Linked DNA regions of Mus musculus: region 2 is linked to region 1. A link is a contact called in public promoter capture Hi-C data. All regions are on one chromosome and are shown on one strand. Each heading gives the region's core, a stretch centred on a gene start, on an enhancer-like site or on the middle of the called end of the contact. The rest is flanking DNA. Distances are from core to core; before and after follow the strand shown.

Evidence for each region. Promoter capture Hi-C pulls out the DNA fragments that hold promoters and counts their contacts.
Region 2: a contact with region 1 is called in a promoter capture Hi-C map of the 3T3-L1 cell line, with 2.3 times the contacts expected there. The contact joins two enhancer-like sites. A contact is called at or near these places in 2 of 39 promoter capture datasets (both in the 3T3-L1 cell line) and 1 of 9 other capture datasets (liver).

What each region holds. Positions count from the first base shown.
Region 1 is chr5:5,177,886-5,185,190 of GRCm38.p6, forward strand. The region is part of intron 5 of Cdk14 (cyclin-dependent kinase 14); the gene reads right to left. Among named protein-coding and RNA genes, the nearest start is that of Gm30151, 190 kb to the right of the region's middle. Within about 2 kb of position 2,761, at least 80 of the 459 cell types and tissues checked have an H3K27ac peak or open chromatin away from gene starts, as enhancers often do.
Region 2 is chr5:5,684,532-5,691,836 of GRCm38.p6, forward strand. The region is part of intron 1 of Steap2 (six transmembrane epithelial antigen of prostate 2); the gene reads right to left. The region is part of intron 1 of Gm40262 (a long non-coding RNA gene); the gene reads left to right. Among named protein-coding and RNA genes, the nearest start is that of Steap2, 5.9 kb to the right of the region's middle. Within about 2 kb of position 2,735, at least 70 of the 459 cell types and tissues checked have an H3K27ac peak or open chromatin away from gene starts, as enhancers often do.

The sequences.
Region 1 (7,305 bases), core at 1,511-4,010:
ACAAGAGTAGTGACCATCACTGGGCATGGAACTTGTCCAGCCTTCACGGGAACCTCACACAGGACAGGATAGATAATCTCCCCAACTACACAGTCCTACTAAGTGCCAGGGCACAGGCTAGAAATGAGATCAGGTTAACACAAGCCTCTGCACTCTTTTCTGCTGATCAGATAAAGAAAAGATTCCTAGCACTTTAGAAGTCCTTGTATAATTCCCTCTAAACATTATTCCTGAGTTAGAATGATTTAAATGCCATAGAGGAGTGTCTCCTGGTAGTTTGTAAAAATCATGTGTTCTTCTGTGGTCTTCCTTCTTTCAACCATCATTATGTTTTTATATTTGTGAATGAAATTCAGTGCTGAGAGTAAAGGTGGAGATATGGATTGGGAACTTATCAAAGAATGGGGAAGTCGGCACAAAGAGAATTGGAAAAATCATCACAAAAAGGTAAGGGGAGATCCTGCGAGGCTAATTCATGTTCATTAGAAAGTGAAGCCAGTCAAAGACAATAGATTCCTGAATGGTCGAAGATGCCAACCACCGAGAAGAAGACTTAGGGGGGCCACCTAGCAAAGAAGAATGCTGACTGCCCTGTTATCCCTTAAAGGTCATCCTAGTTCTCCAAGGTATCCACTGTTTATCTGAACCTTAGTGACCCTGAGAGCCTGAGGGAAAGGTGCCTGAAGGAACGTTTGCCAGTGACATTAGTGGCTTCCCCAGGAATAAACAACTGCAAGTGACAGGGGCAAATGGTTCAAATTCAACAAGTTAAGAACATTCAAGGAATTGGGAAGGTCATCATTTTTTATAACCTTCCACTGAAATATTCTCATTTTACTTATAAAATTCCATAATACATTGGTCTTTATGCTGGAATTGTTGTGTTTGTCTTACTGTAGTGTATTATTGTCCTTTTATGAAAATCATCGCATCTGCAAACGGACAAATGTCCAGCATGAAAATGTTCCTCTTCCTATGGATGGAGGTCAACAAATTGCCTCATAAAAGTGACAGTCTTCAAAAAGTCGGAATTCTAAATTAATATACATAATTTAAGTAACCATTCAAAATATTGTAAAATACCTTCTCGCTCTTCTTTAAGGACTATGATTGGATTTAATGGGGCCCACACAACTGGAAGGTTACCCTCATGTTTATTTCTCTGAGATTTTTATAAGACATGTATTTCAGCAGGTAAATGCAAGACACAGAGTGTGCTTACAAAGAATGAGTCCTCTAAAATAAGCCTCCCACTTTCAGGGAGAGACTGGATGTATGAATGTGCACGTACATACACACTACGATAAAAATTAGAACTGTATGGACTGTTATTACATATTATCACTAAGGCAGGAATTAAGAACTATCTAAAAGTATGGTGCCCAAGTTACACCTAAACCAGGAGTGGACTTTAACTTGGAAAAGACTGAAGCACACACGAGAAAAATGAGAAAAAATTATAATATAGCAGTTGTCCTGTCTTGTCTTTCCATGTTAGGTACAGATTAGCTCTCAAATTTCTTTTGCACAAATTATTCCACTATGAGGACAATAAGTTCTGCCATATTAATTGCTTTATGAAATAGTACAATTCTTAATATTAGCTAGTTCATTTTCTCAATATTTAATTGGTGATGAGTGAACTCCTACCAGGCAAGCCTTGTTTGTTTTCTAACATTCCTGAACCTGTAGAGAGGGCTGCATGTATTAAACTGGCGCTGATGTTGGTATGTTGGTCTGCAGCTCCTGGCCAAGACAGCAACAGAGCAATTGGAGCAGTCAAATTCAACTCTACTTGGGATCTTTTATATTTATATAAACTATTCAAGTCACAGAAACATTCTGATCAAGAAAGTAACAATAAATTTTATGTATTCCTTTGACATAAAAATTTAGGATGATTTTGGAAAAATTAGCATTATTGAAGTTTCAGTATTTAATATGATATCCTTCATTCTTTAAGCATATCCTTAATCTAAAAGTGTTTTGAACAAAAATTTAAACCTACAAAGAGCAAATAGCAATTTTATATACATAAACAAGCACAATTTGTCATCCAATCTTTTATTTGCTGCTATAATACTGTGTGTACTTCTGTATTTGAAGGAAGATATAATGAGGAAAACATGGGCATGCCGTTTTAATGACTTGATAAACTTTTATACTGCTTTGGGACTTCATGAAGCACATAGGTGAATCTGTAAGTACTGTGAAATATTGTAGATGTTCTGTGTAGAGTTGTGGGTAGAAGCTTTATGTGTCATTGGAGGGCAGTATGTGGCTTTTTATACTTCATAGATGAAATACAGTGCAAAAGCTAACTTAAGGTGACAGTCTGAGACTGTTCAAGCCCTTGGACTTATCCTACAAAGAGTGTTTATTCTTTTTTAGGTTACAAGAAAGTAATTGCATTGATTTGTTTTGTGAATGTGGCTCAAAGGGTGGCCAGCAAGCTTCCCTTAAGGCTGATACTTCCCCTACTGCTGGAGCCTGCCCACATGGCCCTAAGCTACACACACACACACACACACACACACACACACACACACACACACACACACACACACAAAGGCTCACAGATAACAGGACAATTGCCAAGCTTTTGCTGAGTATTTCCTTTAATTCTTTTTCTTGGGTCCTGTTCAAAATGTTAGGGTTTTGGTTTTTTTTTTTTTTTTTTTTTTTAAGTACTACTATCAACTCAATGCTCTTGGGTATACCCAGAGAACTGACTGAGCTGGCAAGTATCCAAAAAATATAAATATCCCATACTCAAGTTTCCTTTTATTTGTCCTTCTGAACTTTTCCCACAATATACTATATAGTGCATTTCTCTCACATGTGCTATTAATTAAGATTTTTTAAAAAACAAATCAAGATAGGAATTATTCAATGGTTTTAAGAAGAGATCCATTGCATTCTAAAATGTCACAAGAATATGAGCAATGCAGAGAAATCTGAATGGTTTACTTTTCTGGTTACTCCACAGGAAGATGGGATCCAATTCTGAGGTGAGGCCAGCATTCTAAGGAGCTGAGTCACCACCAGGCCTCTGTCTCCTCCACATTGACGACTCATAGGACTTTGCCTCAGGTCTGAGCTCTACTGATCTTGATCATTCTAACACTCCTCCCTACAACTCAGTTGATCTTCTGTAAATGATAGGACCAGATTACATGATCCCTTGCGCTCTTCCCAGACCTTACAAACTAGGATTAAACCCTTCAGGGGCAAGATGTCTACCCCTTCAGGTTTAGTATAGCATAGCATGAGCTTAATACCTTTGACCATACAACTCTCACAATGGCCTATCAACTTATGCTCTCCTTACTTGCTGATGCTCCCAAAATGGATGCATTCAATACCTAGTTCTATCTTCCTCTTCCTTAATGCTTCCATATAGGTCCCAAACACAATGGTAATTTAAGAAAATGAAAAGTAACCATAGAAACAAATGTTGATCAGGACAAGACTCCAGTTCACAGCAGAAGAGACTTGTGGTGAACACAGGATAGGCAGTGTTTGCAATTAGAAAATTTCTGAGCAGCCTCCATACCCACTCAGAAGGTAGAACTCCCTCTCAGCAGGCAAACTGGTGGGGTTGGGTGGCAGGGAGAGTATTTCTACTTCAGCTAGCTACTTAGCAACAACTCTCCTCTGTTCATTTCTCAGACCACAACGTATGACTATAACCATGGTTCCTTCCACTCTTAATTCTGAAACAATCGTGGCCCAATTAGTTGCTGCTTAAAATCTATTAACTCACTACCTAGTCTCTGCATTAGCTCCATTTTCATAACAGTAGGGGAACGCAGGTATCTAAGGAGTCTGTTCTTGTTCCATACCACAGCCTCTAAGGTACCAATAGGTCATAGATGAGCATATCTGTCCAGAAAGCTTAATGTAGTTAAGCACGGGAATATAAGTGTACAAGCATGTAATACTTGCAAAGAACAAAAAAGAAAGAAGAGGAAAGGGAATATCACTATTAAAGGCTACAGGATGTCAGAGAAGAGGCAGTGTTTAATGCGGTCTTTAAAAGGTGACTCGAGTAGAGTTGATGGTCTGGGGTAGGGACAGGCTAGAAAAAGCAGGTACATTCATTCCTTTGCCAGTACATTCCTCCACCAGCTGCTTCTCCCCTAGCCAGCCATAAAAATTCAACCTGTCATTTGCCACATACAATCAGCTTCTTAGTTGTACAAGTTATATAATGATTTTTTTCTCATATTGAGTTACTTTCTTGTATTGAACAAACAGTATGTTATGATTATAGCTCTTTGTCAAAAACTGACAGCCCCTGGAGATGGAAACTTGTGATCTCAGCATCTAAGGAGACAGATGTCCCAAAAGATCCTGACTTGCCAATGGTTTCCACCTTACTCTACAACAGGCTTTGTGCCTATAATCTTATAATCCAGTTTGCAACATATGAGTTTTCTCATTATTTAACTTGGTCATCTTTTATAAGTTTGAAAAATTAATCCTTTATCAAACACATTACTTGGCAATATTTTCTTCTGATTTGTGACTTGTCTCTTAGTTTTCATAGATCTGTGTTCAGGGACCACAACTTCAATTGATAAACTGTCATCTTCCATAAATTTGGCTAATCTCTAATCTGAAATCACAAGGCTTCCCAGCAGGTCTGTGTCCAGAGATTCTAAACTTTTTATATTGAATACACAAACTTAGTATTGAAATTGGTATTGGTTGCAAGGTGAGTATTGATCTGTTTTGCATTCAAACATCTAATTGTCAAGAGTAACAATTTTTGTAAAAACTACTTCTTGTCCACTTAAGATCAACTGTCTAATTTGTTAGCATTAAGTGGCTCATAATAGCCCTATAAAGACCAATGATTCCTCTAAAGTCAATAGTTATGTTTGCTCATTGGTGGTATAGTAACTCATACCTTGTTCATCTTGGTCAGTCAGGTAAAAATGTATTAATATTCGCACAGCAAAAACAAACAAAAAAAAAACATCAGCTTTCTGTTTAACTGTCTTCTCTACTGCATTTCCGTTCTCTATTTCACTGATTCCACTGTGGTTATTATTCTCCCTCTGTTTTGGGGAAATAAATAAATAAATGTGATGCTCTTTTCCAATACGCTTAGAGAAAAAGCTTAGATTTTAAGTTGAGATCATATTTCTTTTCTAAAATGTATGTTCCAGGCTCAGCTTTTCTCCCAAACACTGACTTATCTACATCCCATGAATTTTGATGATGTTTTTATTTTCATTGATATCAAAATATCAACATTCATTTTTATTTTATCTATATATTATCCAGAAATGTGTTGTTTAATTTTCAATTTTTGAATTTCACTTTTGTTCTTCATGTTCAATGTAATTGCTTAGGAGACAGAAGTGACACCTTGATGAACGCAGTCCTCTGACACAGACTTCTGTTAAGGTTTAGCCTGTGACGTATCCTCGAGAATATTCAGTTTGCTCAAAAAATGCATGAATGCACATTTTACTTGGAACTATGTGTCCAGTTGGTCACCATATCATTTCTACCTTCTACATCTTGGTTGGCTTCTTCCAATTGATATTCCAATATTTGGGGATAAATGCATGAGTAAAATTGTTGAAATGTCTATTTCTTTTATGGTCCCCCTGTATATTACAACTATTGTGTAAAGTTTATGCATTTCTAATGGGGAGATCATGCTCATGGCAGACCTTTCATCACTGTAAAATGTCCCTCTCTGCAGGAAAACTACAAAAGTATCTATCGGTATTTATTATACTTTTTATCTTGTCAGGTTTCCTATGATTAATGTTTACATATCCTACTCAACATTTACCCCGATGAGTAGCTAGAACTAAAGCTCATCTCTTCTACAAAGCATGGAGTTAACTCTTCTCTTTCTACCCAGTCTGGAACACTTTTCTCTGGTGTCCTGAATGCAGAGAGTTGAGATGCTAGAGTTCTATCCCTATCCACTGCATCTCTTCGGGGATGCTCAAATGTTTCCGTGTTCCTACTCACTGCCTTCATCTTCTTCTCCATACATTGAAATAAAAGCATACTTTGTTGATTTTTAATCATATTATTTTCTTTGTGATTATTCTGAGGAATAATCATACATAGGTTGAGTATAGTTTGCTCCAGGTTAATATTGTCTTAATATTTATTAAATGTAGCTTTTTCTCTCCCACATAAATATTATCAATATGTCATATATCTAACAATGTTACAATCACTACGTGAAATAGTCTAGTATCTTACAGATTGTATAAAATATTATAGAACTGTTTATATTTATTCACATATTGCCATTTCCAACATTCTAATTTTTTATACTAAAAAAGTGGATTCGTTGCCAAGTGCACCCAGCCTGGCATGTGCACCCAGCCTGGCATGCTTCGCTTAGTATTTCACTCAGGTTCTGCTGATTTGGACATAGCTCTGGCCTCGTTTCCAAAGGATTGTTTTGTTAGATGCAGAATTTTAATTGACAGGTTTTCATTTCCTTCTCTTTTGTTTTTTGAGTATGTCAGTACTTTCCCTTCCTGCAACTGCCACTGTAGATGAAAGGTCAGCTCGTGAGTACAGTTTTCTCTGCTATAATGAGTTGCTTGTCTCTTCCTACCGTCAAGATTTCCCTTTGTCTTTTTCTTTATGCAATTTTACTTTTAAAAAAATCTACCAGTGGGTCTCTTTGTGCTTCTTTTAATTGTAGTCTTTTGACATGTTTGCAGTCATAGGATTTTATGGTGATTTAAAAAAATCATGCCTTGCCCAATTCTTTCTCCTCTTTCCATCACACACAATGTATCTGTTTTTCAAAAGAAGCATAAAAAAAATCACATTATTTGGTATCTTCATTGACTACTTACTAAACATAAAAAAATATCTCTTAAATATGGACCTTGAAGATCCATAAAACACCAAATTCCATCAGTGAGCATGACATTAGCCATGAACTTCTGTTCATGGTGTGTCTACCTTTGACACTGCTGGGTAGCATACAGGGTATGCAGTACAACAATGTCACATCTCAAATACTCAGAAGTAGTAAATATGTGGCAGCAATTTTAAAAGTAATATGTTGCTATGTTAAAAACTATCCTACAAGGAATAAATACCAAATAGCTTTATATCTATAAGTTATTAATATAACTTTATGATTTTGCAATTTAGTTTAATTAGCCAAGAAACTTTTAAGTGAAGAATGCATTATTTTCAAACAAACGCTTTAGTTAAAAACCTCAGTTAAAATTGCTTTCTAGAAAAATATGCAACAAAATACAATTTATTTATCTCTAGGCCTCATCTTCTTTTATGCAGCTT
Region 2 (7,305 bases), core at 1,485-3,984, 510 kb after region 1:
AAGGCCTTTTCCAACTAAAAACATGAAAAGTTAATAAATTATCTGCCTCTTAAAAAAAAAAAAAAGTTTAGACGGTTCTAAACCAGAGTGTGGAGAAGTATATAAATACCTTAGAACCTAACAATGGCACCTCTCAGAAAGCCACAACTTTTATATCTATTAATGGGTAACACTTGTATAAACATGCTTGGACCTTAATCACATAGTATTCCTAATGGCAAGTTCTAACTGGACCCTAACAGTGTAGTGTGGCTAGGAATAAAAATTAGCCTAATAAATGAGACTGTTTCATATAGTCTCTCTCTCTCTCTCTCTCTCTCTCTCTCTCTCTCTCTCTCTCTGTGTGTGTGTGTGTGTGTGTGTGTGTGTAAGAGAGAGAAAGACAGATAGACAGGCAGACAGTCACACAGAGAGAGACAGAGATGTGCACGCTCAGAGAGATAATTTTTCTTTTTTCTTTTAATTGGATATTTTCTTTATTTTCATTTTTAATTGTTAACCCCTTTCCTGGTTTCCCCTCTGAAAAACACCCTCCCCCTATCCCCTCTCCCTGCTCACCAACCCATCCACTCCCGCTTCCTGGCCTTGGCATTCCCCTACACTGAGTCATAGAGCCTTCATAGGACAAAGGGCCTCTCCCCCCATTGATGTCTGACTAGGCCATCTTCTGCTGCATATGCAGCTGGAGCCATGAGTCCCACCATGTGTACTCTTTGGTTGGTGGTTTAGTCCCAGGGAGCTCTGGGGTACTGGTTAGTTCATATTGTTGTTCCTCCTATTGGGCTGCAAACCCCTTCAGCTCCTTGGGTACTTTCTCTAGCTCCTTCATTGAGGACCCGGTGCTCAGTCCCATGGATGACTGTGTGCATCCAGTTCTTTATTTGTCAGGCACTGGCAGAGCTTCTCAGGAGACAGCTATATCAGACTCCTGTTAGCAAGCTCTTGTTGGCATCCACAACAGTGTCTGGGTTTGGTGGTTGTTTATGGGATGGATCCCCAGGTGAGTCAGTCTCTGGATGGTCATTTCTTCAGTCTCTACTCCATACTTTGTCTCTGTAACTCTTTCCATTGGTGTTTTGTTCCCCCCTTCTAAGATTGATTGAAGTATCAGAGAGAGATTTTAATTTTATTACCTAGTGTGTGTGTGTGTGTTGGTCTAGGGATGACTTTGTGGAGATTGAAGTTTTTTGTTTATACTGTTTGCTTAGGGGATCAAACTCAGGTCACTAGAGTTACACAGCAAGCACTTAGCCAATTCGCTGCCTTGCCAGCCCCAGAGACCTTTCATGGATCTAAGATATAAAACATTTATTGCTGAAACCATACACCATACTTTTGTGTGTAATCTCATAGCTCATACAGTATTTTTACTCACAGTATTATCTTAAATCCTCAGGTGGGTGAGCAATATATATTATTCCTCTTCTGAGATTCTGTGGCCACCTTGAAGGCACATTTGGTTTTTAGAGAGAAGAAAAGAAAAAGGGCCAAAGAGTGTGCTCATATCCCACTGGGCTCAGCCACATTTGGACCCAAGAGCAACCCATCTCCCATAATGGATAATATCTGATGCTGAGGCAGCATCAACATCATTCATAAGTTGTTTATCCTATACTCTGAGTCTTTCCCTGACTGTCTTACAAGTGGATACAAGAGCTCTTGATGACATTTATTCAATTAGGCCAAAAAAGACACAAAAAAATACAGGATTTACACATCTCAGTTGACAAGGGATGATGCAATTATAGTCTCAAGGTAGCTCTGCTCTACAGTGGCTCACTCTGAGTGTATCCGGCCACTGTGTGCTCTGTGCACAGAGATAAAAAGCAAAGGAAGGCACCACGCTTACACAGGAGAAAATCACTCATTGGGGAGTGACTGGATGTACTTATAATAAAAAACTAAAGTATATGGTCAGAATATACCTTAGAAAGCCAGGAGGGAACATTGCATGATGCATGCTCCCTTACTTGAATTGGATAGCCTCTGTTTCTCTGTCTCTCTCTCTCTGTCTCTCTCTCTCTCACTCTCTGTGCATGTGCTGTTTTTGTATATGTTTTTCAGTTTTTAAAAAAGGTTTATTTATTTTATGTATATGGGTGTTTTGTCTGCATGTAAGTCTTATACACCAGAAGGCATTGGCTCCCATGGGACTAGAGTTTTATCTGGTTGTAAGCCACGATGTGTATGTTGGAATTGAACCCAGGACCTGTGGAAGAACAGCCAGTGCTCTTGACGCCTGAGCCATCTCTCCAGGCCCTGTGTGTCATATGTGCAAAAGATAATAAATTTGTATTTACCAACGACTCCCAATTCACGTGTGGCTTCTGCACCATGTTGATGAGTGTGCCACAAGTGCAATCTAGTTTAAACCAGGGATGTCTCAGCGTGAATATGGCTTCCCATGGTCTCAGGTATGCTAACTCCTGTGTCTCGTCCCTACTTTTATATAACCAATGTCCTTTGTTCAGGAAAGGGTAGTGATAACAGTTGTCTCTGTTGGCAATCTTAAGCAGCCCTTGTCTCTTTGATTGGTTTGTAAAACTGCCAAGCTTTAGGGCTATAATTTCCATAGCCAGTAGGAGGCTCCAAGTGGAAGAGCCCCAGTAGCTGTTAGGAGGAAAGGCCTTTCCCTAGACCCTGGAGTCAGCCCCCCCTCCCAGCCCCCACCCCTAATCCACAGTTAACTGCTTAGTCATACTCCAAAGCCAGGAGGCACATTCCAGAAACGGAATGCCAGATATCTTAACCTCTCTAACTAGAGGATGACTTTAAACATTACAACTTTTGGCTTGTGCTAAGACAGTCCCTAAATCTTCTTGACATTTAAATAAACAAGCAAAAGCCAACTGCTCATGTAGGGCAAGAACAGATTTCTATGGGTATATGTGTTTTGTTTTGTTTAGAGATTTTGAAAACTTTTAAACCCTTCAGAAAACCCCAAAGGCAAGGCATGTGTGATTTCCTAACACAGTGGAGTTACTCCGTGGCTGTTTGAGATTTCCAATGTATTTCTTAGGTTCAATATGTATTCAATAACTAACTGCGATGGAGATATGATCAACATACATTCTTCGATCCTGAGTCACTCAAACAACATTTTATGCTCACTGTATTGCAAATACTAATACAGAAGCTGGGCACAGAGGCAAACAACAGTAATCCCACCACTTGGCAGGTGGAGTCAGGAAGATCAAGGACCAGGGATGAAGGACAACATTAAACTCCAGAAGGAGAAACAGGCTCATCTCTGTGAATTCAAGAATTCAAGGCTGGCCTGGGTTCATGAGACCCTGTTCAAATGGGGGGCGGGGTGGGGGTAGGGGTGGGGGTGGGGGAGAGAGGTGGGGGCAAAGAAATAGTTCAGTTACTTTTAGGAACATTTTCAACTAAAAAGATGTAAAAAAAAATTTTTTTGATTGGATCTAATAATCCCAGAAAGTTAGTTAAAATATTTTTCTCAAAGATTTCAGATAATAATTTTAGGTGTGTGCATATGTGTGAGGGAGCACCTGTGGGTATGTGCCTGTGCATGTGGAGGTCAAAGGTCAACACGGAGTGCCTATTTCAATCAGTTTCCACTTCATTTTTTGAGCTGGGGGTCTCATAGCCCCATCCCCCTGTCTCAGCCTATGAAGTGCTGGGATTATAGGCTCTCTACAAGGGTTCTGGGGACAAAACAGAGGACCTCATCAAGCTCTTTATCACCTCAGCCATCTACTCTGTCCTTAGATACTTTTCAATAAGGCAAAAACATCTCCCTAGTGTTTCCTCAACTAAGAACCTCAGGTGTTCTGGGTGGGTGATTATCAGTTTAGGCATCCGTCCAACACTGAACACAAGGACTCATAAATCCCCATGACTTTCCAAACAAGCATTCAACCAGGCGCTGACTCTCCAGTGACACAAAACAGGCGCCGACTTCCTGGTTATCCAGTCAATGAAATTATGAATGACGCAACATACACAGAACTTTTAAAAATTCAACTTGACTGAGGTGTGATTTACACAAACACTTTCTCCATTTTTAATATACAAATGAGTAGCTTTCTGTAAAGGCACCACGTTACAAAGCTAATGCCACTCAATGTAAGAAAACTGTCTAATTGCAAACTCTCCCTTTTTAAAAAGGTCCTGCATCCCTCAATGCCTGAAAAAAACCACCAACGAGTTAATATAACATTTCTTTCTGCATGTCTGTCTGAGCTTGGTTGCATAATAGATCTGCAGTGGGGAGGTCCCCACTGGTGGCTAGAAAGTCTCAAAACTGCCTCAAGGTAGTCATTTTCAACTGTAGCTCCACTGAACGACCTAGAGAGATTTAAAAGTAATGATCCCTGGCCACCTGTTCCTCCATTCTGATTTTATCAGCCAAGGGTTCAGTGTGGGTATCAGAAATTTTATAGGAGATCACGAGGTTCGAAGAATAGGTAGACAAGTCCAAAAACACTTCTCGAAGGTCAGGATTCAATTTAATATTTATTTTGCTGTTCAGAGACTGCAGATTTAGCTGATTCATATTTATGTCTATTTTCACATTGTTCTTCCCAGCAGTGAAAAATAACTACCCAGAGGACAACTGTTGCCCTTAGTGACTGAAGGTGAAGCACGTGTGCATGCATTTAGTCCATTCCTCTCCCTGACTCAGAAGCAGTATCAGAAAGCCCACTTACTGATCTGCAACATCCTTCCTTCACTTTTCTGGGAAAAGCGATGCCATTCCTTAAAATGTGTCATCACACCACACAGGAGGACACTGAGTTCCTGTTTCATAACACTCAAAATTCCAAGTGTTCTGGGGATATTAACCCTTCGCTCTCCCAGGAGGGGGTGCCGTTTTCCTCCGTTCTACTGGCTCCAAAGTTCTCTTGTCTGAGCAAACCCAGTCTGTAAGTGGAGATCCTGGCAAGCTTTAATTGCAAATGTGAGCACCAGGGCTGGGATTCTCCTGGAATATAACCTGAGATTATTGAGAGCTGGGGTGACTCTGACTTCTGTCTTACTAACAAGCTCCAGATGATGGCCAAAGTGCTAGTCCAAGGGCCACTTTAGTAAAACATTCTTGATCTTCTCTAAGTTTGTATTTAATATAAAATATTAATTAATATATGCAATATAGATTAAATAATTGATAAAATTATTCCATTTATGGTGAGTTTTATTATTTTTGTGCTGCGGAGGTAAATGGACTAGTGTAAGCTTCCGAAACCATCTTGATTGTCAGCCTGCCTCTGCTTGATTCCTATGATCGTCTCCAAATGCTAAAATGTTCTTTTGAAGTCTTGAAGCAGCATAAGATATTGCATTATCACCTCAGATTTAACACCAAGCACAGGAGTTCCCGTTAAAAGTATATTTTAAGTAGCATACAGGCTCCTTGAGATTCAAAGTCCCTATGGCTATTTAACTTGACCTATGGCAGCTAATATTTGACGGAGAATATTGCCACTATACAACAATGCAATTACTGTAAGCTGCACAGCCCTTGTGTTAGTTTGACTAAGGATAACCCCCAAAGGCTCCTATAGGTGTAGCCTTGCTGAGGAAGTGTGTCACTAGGCATGGGCTTTGAGGTTTCAAAAGCCCATGCCAGGCCCAGTCTCTCTGTGCCTAAATATCAGGATGTAGAACTCTCAGCTCCTTCTCCAGCACCATATCTGCCTGTGTGTCACAGTGCTTCCTGCCATGATAATAATGGACAAAGCTCTGAAACTGTAAGCAAGCCCCCAATTACATGCTTTCTTTTTTTAAGAGTTGCCTTGGCCACGATGACTCCTCACAGCAATACAGCAGTGACTAAGATAGCCCCTAAGATTATTTTTTTTCAGTTTAGGATTCCTTGACATTCCTCTAGCACATTGGCAGCAGTTGGGCTAAATTGATTTTGGAAAAAGAAAAAAGAAGAAAAAAAAAAAACAGAGCCTAATTTATATTGCATGGAAACATCTAGGACATCAGTTGTTGGATGACCGCAATTCAGAAAAGAGCTATCCTCAGAGATTCTCATGACTTTCACAATCTGATGACTGCTATCGAGCAAATCAAATCCTGCAGAGCCATGAGGCAGGTTACTGTATTCTTCACAAGCTCATATCCAAACCTCCTTAACGTACTCTGAAACTCTAACAACCTCTCCCTATAGCCTCTCTGCTCTCTACTGACTTCTAGATTATCCCTTTTCACTGGAGATGTTGTTCTCTGTCCCTCAGCACGTGTCAACAATCTCAAGACTTCACCATTCCAGGAGATAAACCTTTTTTTTGGAGCCAGGGTTTCCCTGTGTAGCCTTGGCTGTCCTGGAACTTGCTCTGTAGACCTGGGCAGCCTCAAACTCAGAGAGCTGACTACCTCTGCCTCCCAAGTGCTGGGATTACAGGTACCACTTCTGCCTGGTAGCGTTAAGCATCTTAACCTCGGGGTCTCTTGTTTTCATGATTTGTTCATCAAAAGCAACGAATCTCTGCCTCCAGGCATTCACTTTCTGGGCACATCCAGTACCTTCCTGATAACCTCAGCTTAAACCTTCACAGTGATGTCTAAGAGGCAAAACAACTTTTGTTTATGGATCTCTCATTCCATTCCTGGATTCTCTTTAAACCCAGCCTGTGGACACTGAGAGTAATTTCATTGAAAAGATTCTTACTTGCCACCACATACACTTAGTAAAACTCTAGAAGAACCCAGCTACCCATTTTCTCTGTATCTCCACTCAGCTCTCTGCAGAATGCTAATGAAAAACCAGACAAACATGTTTACTAATCTCATACATCCACGATAGCCGCCTTCACCCATCAAAAGCCACCCATCTTCCCAGTCTCCCCTGGAGACCACCCTTTCTGCCTTCTAAAGGCATCGGATCATAGCCTTTCTCATGACATCTCAAACCTAACAGGTTCAAAACTCAACTCTACCTGCAGTATCCCAGCTTCACCACTCCCTATCGGGTGCTCAAGCGATGACTCTGCAGTGGGGATTCAATCTCTATGCTTTGTTTGCCCTCACCAGGAAACCCCTGTTCTTTGGTTTCATAGTGTCTTGTAGCTCTCGCTGGTCTGGGACTTGCTATGTAGACCAGGCTGGCCTTGCCTCATAGAGATCTGCCTGCCTCTGCTGAGATCAAAGGTGGGTGCCATCAAACTCAGCCCTTTAAAGTACCTCTTATGCCTTCTCTGAGGACACCAGCACACCCAACTAGCCCAGGTGCTCTTATCTGTTCTCACATCAAACCTTCACCCCCAGTCCTCCCCCTCCCCAACTCTGAGATGAGGTCCCCTGTGCTGTTGAGGCTGGTCTCAAACTCCTGGG